2 separate regions of the Oryzias latipes genome follow, and region 2 is linked to region 1. Evidence: chromatin contacts called from public Hi-C data. All regions are on one chromosome and are shown on one strand. The core of a region is the stretch at or near the end of the contact, and the rest is flanking DNA. Distances in the headings are between cores, read along the strand shown.

What was found. Hi-C and Micro-C count contacts between places; a contact is called where the count stands out from the background.
Region 2: a Hi-C map of fibroblasts shows a contact between it and region 1, with 4 times the contacts expected there. The contact joins the promoter of c22h15orf41 here to the promoter of meis2 in region 1. A contact is called at or near these places in 3 of 5 Hi-C or Micro-C datasets (embryo, fibroblasts and gastrula embryo).

The regions. Positions count from the first base shown.
Region 1 is chr22:7,171,035-7,175,342 of ASM223467v1, reverse strand. It overlaps meis2 (homeobox protein Meis2), which reads right to left and starts at 1,976. Exons shown (of 14, transcript XM_020713483.1): 1 at 1,886-1,976; 2 at 679-1,521; 3 at 1-202. The coding sequence starts at 690. It overlaps LOC105356905 (a long non-coding RNA gene), which reads left to right and starts at 2,651. Exons shown (of 2, transcript XR_910956.3): 1 at 2,651-2,795.
Region 2 is chr22:7,311,347-7,315,654 of ASM223467v1, reverse strand. It overlaps c22h15orf41, which reads left to right and starts at 1,968. Exons shown (of 11, transcript XM_011490240.3): 1 at 1,968-2,274; 2 at 2,524-2,624. The coding sequence starts at 2,524.

The DNA.
Region 1 (4,308 bases), core at 727-3,226:
TTAAAACGTCGTTGACAGCAGAGCCCATGCTGGTGGGCATAACGTTCGGGTGAGGAGCGTGGGCTCCGTAGTGCTGGCTGGCGTGCAGCGGCGGTCCGTGGTTCAGGTGGTGGACCTGGGGAAGCGGTCGGGGAGCGTGCGGGTCCCCGTACATCGACGTCGGGACTCCATCCATCCCACCGTAGTGAGCCAGCTCATCGTACTGGGAATAAAATTAGAGGGAAAAGTGAGCGCACTTCTCTAAAAGTACAAAAAAAATGCCGGACACTTCATTGTCAACACGCGGAACGGAGAAACTAAAAGAGCCTGAAAGAGTTTTTTTACGCAGCACGGGACGGGAGAGTGTGGTGGAAAAGCTCAGCTTTAGAGATTGTCTTTACCAGAAACATTCTAACTTTGCTGCTCCGCTCTGCTCGCAGAGGTTGGAGGGTGAAAAGAGCGAATTAGTTTGGAGTCTCCCCGGGAAGCTGCTCCACGACTGTGGTGGAGGCTGGTGGTAAAAACCGAAGCCTGTCACTCCGCTTGAAGAGTGAGAGCGCAGCAAAAACGTCAAAATACAAGTGACTCCGAGAGTGAATACTTTGTGAATTTGCCAGCAGCACCCGACAGGAGAAGAAGCGACACCATGGCCTCCCTATTGTGGTTTGAACAGGTAAGTGTTGGAGATTTAAAACCTACCCTTTGCGCCATCAGGCTGCGCTCCAATAAACTCCCGAATATGTCCGTATATTTAATATCCCAGTCCCAGTTAGAGAGTGATTTAGAGGCAAGATTCCTTCTCAACCAACTTTGCGAATTCTCCTATTCGCCTCTGCGGCTCAGTTGGTTTCGTAGCATCGAAGAGTTTTGCAAATTTTCTTGTTTTACTCTCTTTCCTCGGAAAAAAAAGAAAAGAAAAAAATGCGCCAACGTGAAGGTTACAATCGGCCCATCAACAACCTGCATGTAACTAAACTGTCGTGTCTCATGGCTTTTTGCCACTCCAGCTGTCAATCAAAGCCAGAGGTTGTCAAGGTAATGAATGAATGACGGTCGGTGATGATGTTCAAGAGAAGGACGAATCTTTTTAGTCCGATTTCATCCCGCAAGTCCGCGTCTCCTTTAATGCCTCCAGATCGCTATCTTGTTTTATTATCGCCGTAAAAAAAAGTAGAAGAAAGCAGTAGAAATGAGAAGATGGCGATTCGGATCTCTCCTTTCTTCCCCCCGTAGGTATTTCGTCTATCTGGCGAGACTGAGATGAGTGAGTGTCAGCGAGTGTTGGCAGGTTGGCTGCTAGCTTGCTTATAGAAACAGAGTCAGTTCGCAGCGCTGAGCGGTGGGCGAATGAAGTGACGGATCCCGGAAGTAGTGGTGGCCATAGCCAGTCCTACAGCAGCTCCAGAGAAGAGAGAGGATAGACCAAATCTTGTGATATGCAGAGTATGTGCGAGGCGCAGGGACGGCTTCAACTCCACACTGGGGGTAAAAAAGCTACAGCAACACAACTCCCACACAATTTCTGCCTCCACGGGAAGAGTCCTGAAGAGAAAGAAGAAAAGGTTAGAGTTGAAAGTGCATTCTTAGGCTGCGAATGTTTATTCAAAACCAACAATAAAATGCTCAGATCGATGAATAATGAAATAGAATATTAATACAAAATAAAATTTAGCTAGAGCGCAACACGCACGACAAGAATCCAGCTTTTACGCACCAAAACGTATAACGATTACCAAACAAAATGAACAGATATCTTTCATTTTGATTTTTGTCCAAAAATAAGTTCTCTATAGTCTAAAGAAAGTACTATGGCACATCTGTGTTTAATAGACAGCTATGACGCTTACTTTTTTAAATCTGTTTTGTGTTTATCAGCCAACGTGCATACTTAATATCACAGTAATACCTCCTAATCTCGCTGCTAATTATGACTCTGGTCTGTTTAGCAAATTAAACGGCACTCAGCACCCCTCTAAGCCCCAAATGAACTTTTCCAAGAGGAAAAAAAGCTTTTGTGGGGAAAGTCATTTTGCATGTATCTTTCGTCCAATCCGCGTCTTGATCGAAACCCGTGCCTTACCTCAGAGCAGTCAATTATCAAAGCTCCCCAAGATCATCAATCATGTGAGAAGATTGAAGTTTAGAGGAGGAGCAAAGCTTCGGCCATCGATTGCAATGAAGTTCTTTTTGGAGCCCGAGCACTTTTACGCACGAAACAGAACCAGGTCATCTACCCCCCTTTAATATTTAGCTCTTTCGGTGATAATATGCCATCATGGCTGTATTGATAGGCTCTTACATAAAGGCTCCATTTGTGGCTCCGTGACATTTTTTATGGTGGAAATTAATTATTCACAGGTTAGGATTAAGGCAGACACACGCACAGGGAGATGGGCTGTGGCTACTGTTGGAAGGTCAATAAACTCTTCCAACAATCTAAATACTAAGCAGCGTTCAGGGTCGATTACAAAACTGTTTTTTTTTCTTTTTAAAGGGAAATGAGTTAATAAATGAAAACTTGACAACAGTTATGTTTGTTGGCATGAAGGGGAGGGTGGGAAGTGCAGGACTGAAGCGTTTGACAAACGGCTGTGTGGACATTTCAACGCGCAATACCCCGGGAAGGAGCAGCAGAGCTGTGCGAGAGGGAAAAGGCATTCAGCGTCTCCCAAGTCTCTCTTGCGCTCTGTAAACACAGCAAACCCGGCAGACTCTGCTTCAGAAGAATTATATTTTCATAAGCTAAATACTGTCGTTCTCTTTGATTTGTGCGCTTGGGCTTGACTTTTTCTGCCCTCCTCTTTTGGACAACAAGGGTAAGTAACAAAAATCTTACTGCATACGTCGCTTTGCTGTGCGTTCTTTCACGGCGCAATAAAATGAAACGCTTTCAAGATGGATTATTAGACCAAAAATATCATATTTTTTATGATTTACGCTTAAGACGCATTCTTTATCAGTCAAAGGAAGGAGTGCATAGCTGATTTCTTTCCAAGTTTAATGTAAATAAAACAATTTGGGAGAATTTTGAAGTTTATGCAGTTCTAGATATTTAGATTATATCGGTATGTTGCGGCTTTATTGCTGAAGTATGCGATTTGCCCCGAAGGAGAGTGATGGAAACACCCGGAGTGTGAAAATAGAAGAAACTAATTATGCGTGCCCGATGTGGAGCTCCACAGAAACGCATCCATGCCTTGAAAAACTTCCGGCAATGACGAAAACCGTGTCAAAATTTAAAGCTATCTCCTTTGTCGACTATTTATGTGCGTAATTAACGGAATCTATAAACACACGAGCCAATTAGTGACAATATTTAGGTTGCGAAATAGGTTAAAGTTTCCAAACAACGTTTTTTTGTGTGTAAATTATTTCATATAGGCTCGGGAGTTTTTTTCTTTATTTTAAATATATTCTAATTACATCAGTCGTTAATTGAAATGATCTTTTCCTCATAAACAGAACGTGTGCCAACTCAAACTCTCCCGCTTCTGACCTGACTGCGTTTTACAAGGCAGATCATTTCCAGTAGCACACCTCTCATAGACAATTAGACTTTTCAAGTAGTTTTATATTACTTCACGACGCGGCTCTTTTCAGGTGCGCACATACAACTCTAGCGCAGATGAAAAAAATCAGTAGATGGCATTAACAGGCGGTAAAATTTCATCTGGTGGTGTCAAATTGAGGTCAGTTTAGGGTTAAAGCGCTCGGTGTCCGTGTGGGACACGGCCAGCTGCGTTTGGATTCATTAGGTGAGGTTTGGGTGGAGTGGGGTGGGGGGCTGAAGAGGATCCATGTCAATGAAAACACTGCTGGGACAGTCACCAAGCTAAGGATCCGCAGCATGCCACATCCTAAAGGTAAACCGGGACCGCCTGCATGCAAGCAAGCTCCAACTTCCACTCCTCTGTTTATTCTTTGCAGGACTTCCAGTCCCACTGCCCCCCTCTCCTACCCTGCAGGGCTAGGTTGTTCGCGCACAAGCCTGTTGCTAAATATGGAGAGAAATGCAATGTTGATTTAATTCCTTCAAAAAAGATCAGTGATATGAAACGAGCTTCAAATCCTCTTAGTGGTCTTAAACACCCCGGGAGAAACAATTGACGCTCAACAGCAGGAACAAACAAAATCACCCTAATCTTGTTTGTAACTTTGTTCTTCTCTGGCCCTCTTCAGTATGTGAGATTATGTAAATGAGCAAAGCTGATGCAGAGAGGCTGAGATAAGGTTGGATCCTAGATAGGACAGACGTGCAGAGGCAACCTGGCTGCCAGTTTAGCTTTCTGCTCCTAAATGAGAAAATAATTATCAATTCATTTAACAGAA
Region 2 (4,308 bases), core at 719-3,218, 140 kb before region 1:
CAGTCATGCTGTACCCCTGTGATCATGTGAATCTGATACCTTGCTAATACTGCAGGCATTTCCTGCCTTTTAGTTTGCCTCATGTTTAAACAGAGATTTTTATAGCAGAGATTCCAGATTTTAAAAAATAGCAAATCTGCGGTTCTTGGGATTGAATCCACAGAATTTACAGATAAAAAAAGGGAGAACGTTTGGTTTTAGCAAATGTTCTGGCTGTGCAGGCAGTCACAAAATGATTAATCACGATAAGCAACTTCTTCGAACGGTGTGACGTCAAAGTAAAATTATACACGGGCAAATACAAAATTAATCCCAGGTACAGACCGTACATTTGATAGTCAAACAAAATAAAAAATAGAAACTCTTTTATACAGATTTTTCTTCTTCTACACAGCGTTGCAGATTTCCTCTACTACAAGTCAAATGTAAGTGTTTTTAAAGCATTAGGCGTATAGAAGTACCATTAGTCGCACGGTGCTTAACACAACAATAGTGTGCCGAGAGCAGCGAAGCAAAGATCAGTGCAGCATCTCCTGCATATCAGAGGGAGACATCCTTTGTAAATTCCTCTCCAACTGTGAGCACGCTTCACAGCTGGTTAGCAGGGCAGGGTGAGCCACTGCCCTGCCTACAATCAGCCTCTAAAATAGTCATTTCTTTACTTGTGCCCCTCATTTGCCATTCACTCTGTTGCTTTTTTGCATCAGCTCGTGTCACAGTGAAGCGTGGCTCTCATACCAAAGATTCACATTCAAGAAACACCAATTATAAGTAAAACACAGGGGGGAAAAAACACTCAAATCCTGGAGCTTTAGTGTCCATCACAGCACATCACCTTTGGACCCCCCCCCCCCCCACCTTTTTATTTTTTAAATCTTTTAATGCCATCGCCTTACACTGATCCTTTTAAAAGGCACAGCAGCCCACCAAAACCCCTGATCTTGATACCTAGATGAATAAACTGCTCCTTCTGCCCCTGACCTCAGCCCTTTGTAGCAATCAGACCAGACTTCCTCGGAGGGGCTGATCTTATCTGCCAGTACCAATCCTACTACACAGCTTCCTTTTGTAGTAAGCACTGGGCGCAGAGCCCTTTCAGACCCACGGACGGTGCGCGTAAACACACAGCCCGAGACCTCAGCTCATCTCAGATCTCATACTACACTGCCCACCAACAATGAGCTCCATTTTCTGATGCACCACAGGTCAGACGGAGGCTCTCCACCCAACAATGAATTGTCCACCCAGGAAACAGAAATTGTCCGACGGACATTGAATTGCTTGATGTCATCATACCAGCCTGCAGATGAATTTGAGCGTAAAGGTTGTTGAGGAAAGTGCTTTGTTATTTGTTTGTTTATTTATTTGCTAGGTTCCTGAACACTGCGAGCAAACTAAAAGCACAAAAAATGCATATCTATTTGGTAATTTGAGAAGGAAATTAATTTGAAAATGAGAATTGGTTTGGCTAAACGATGCTATTGTAAAAGCAGATTATTCATGAGAGAATTTTTAAGTTTTAAAAAATGTATGTGACCTCATATTTATAGCAAGTGAACATTTAATCACAAAATAACAATAATATTTTTATGAAATAAGTGGTGTTAGTTCAAAATATACAATAAACTGAATTCAATTTTAAAAAAAATTCTACCCCCCCCCCAAAACTATTTTCATTCATTAAAAGTTTCTCTGAAGTAAATACTATTTTTAAAACTTGTGAATTTGAAGTGTAAACATGTTTTTTTTGTTTTTACTATTGCTTTAATATATTTAAATCATGAATCGGTACAGCACCACAGAAAACTGTATTCATTAGATGTTACAGCTCCAAACATCCTCAATGCACGAGGATTTTATGCAATATATGATTACATTTGAGTTAAAGCCTTTGAGTTTGACAGTCACACACATCAAACCACCTCTTTTTTTTTCTTGCTGAACGCGTGCGTTTCTCCACAGCTTGCCCCTCAAACAAACGAGCGCTGTCTAAAAGTAAATGCACGTTTGTTCAGGAAAACACCTAACGTGTCACATGACTTACACATCGAAGGCAGAAGATGAGAATCCAGCTGGATGTCAACACTGGTAGCAGCCTGCAACACGTTTTAGGTTGACAACGCCCTCCTGAATTCGACTGGCCAATCGCCTACTAGAATACTGACCTCGTGGGTGTTGTGGACCAATCAGAGCGTCAATACCACAGGCTCTGGCCCTTCAACTTCCTAGCGGGAAGTATCTACCGAAGCTACACTAAAGCAGCACGAATTGAAGGTAAACAAGCAGTTTGCTGTTTTTTTCTCTGTCATTTTAGAGCTTTATTTCAGGAAATATGTTATTTTCTCCTACATACATGAGAGAATATGTGCATAACGTACGTTTTTGCATCGTTTTAGTCGTATGCTAAAGATAGTTCTGGTTAGCAGGGCATCTTTTAGCTATCACATCAGTAATTTTGTCTTTAAGTCTAACATTTGCTGCAATGACAAATGTCTGAATTCTTTCTCTTTGTTCAAAATGCAGATGAGACTGTCCCGAGCTGAATATAGAGACATTGTGAGGTCGACTGAACAACTGAGACCTACACGACAATGTATGAAGATGCTGAAGGACAGATTTCCTAAGTAAGTGGTACAGACTGAAATACCTTTAATATATCAGCCTCCTTCTTCAAAATAAACTGAGGCTTAAAGTAAAAATGCAGATGTAAATTGAGTAAAAACCAGGGCTGTAATGATTAATCAATGAATAGATTTATCCAACCATTATAATCTGTCAGTGTGGTATAATGTTTAGTTTTTATTATTCTCATGTGGAATAACAGTAGGGGGCTGAACCTTATGAAACACTATACCATTAATCAATCAAATAATCAATTGCCATTAATTCTGGTTTTCATGTTTACTTAAAAAAGCAAAATAATACAATAATAAAAATGGACTCGTACCACTAAAACACTTTAGCTGCGTTTGGCTATTCACAATAAAATTTTTCACTGAGTATCGTGTACCTGTCAAAGTCACTTCGACACCAGAAAGCACAACCAGTATGTAGTCAGGCAGGGTGCACTTTGTTGTTTTTTGGAAAAATATAAAAGTCTTTAAGTGCATTTATAGTGCAGAAAATATGGTATGCCAACTAACGTGTTATTTAGGTGTCACCACAGACATCTCTGGATTTAAAGGATTAAATCAGCCAGTGGTGCAAAAAGGTTTGGGACTACTGTTCTACTGGGTACTGTTCTACTGGGCTTCAGAACGCCACTTTTGCTCAACATCCACAAACTAGAGGTATAATTTTAGTGGAACTTGCTGCTGTTCTGTGAGTCACCTTAAACCCCATTTATCAACCTGTAGGTAAAATGAATTGCAATTATTTGTGTTTCAAAGCCAGAGCTAACATTTAAAACAATCATTGAGCTTTTCATGTGTAGATTAATAAAGTGGCTTATTCTCCAATAGATATCTTAGGTATTCATTCATTTTCTAAACCCATTTTTTCCCCTTTCGGGGTCACGGGGCTGCCGGAGCCTTCCACTCATGAGCGCAGGCAGAGGACACCCTGGACATGTCGCCAGTCTGTCGCAGGGCCACAATCATACACAAATTCACACTCGCATTCACACCTAGGGACAGTTTAGATTATTCTACCATTTCAAAAACTGCATTCTAATGAACCTATGAAGCATGATTTTGGATGGTGGGAGGAAGTCGAAGTCCCCGGAGAAAACCCATGCATGTATGGGGAGAACATGCAAACTCCACACAGAAAGGTCCCCCATTGGTGATTCTGTTTCACGTCCCCCCAGCCAGGACTTAAACCAGGGCCTTCTTGCTTTGAGGCAAGAGCGTTAACCACTCCTCCACCGTGCAGCCCAGTATCTCAGGTATATCTGTGAAATTCTACCACATATTTCTGACGTTAAACCACTTATTTGCCAACTATGTGCACAGTGCTCTTCAATATTATTTATATTTAAGTAGTCTGCATAAAGTTGAGACAATGTACTTTATATTCAATACTAGGGGTGTAACAATCAATCGACCTAATCAATGAATTGATTTATATCTCTACAATCCAACCAGATCAATCTGTTAGTTATTATCGAATTATACCATTATAAAATCTTTACAAAAGGTAATAAATTGATTCTAAATAAACACCATTTGTATTGAGGCACAGTTATTTTACTATAGTGTGAAAACAACCAAGTGCCATCACAGCAAACCGAGACCACCTCGAAAGATGGGTCAGAATGGGGTTCCTGGTACCGGACCAGGGTCCGCTTCGGTGTATTCAGACTGAACA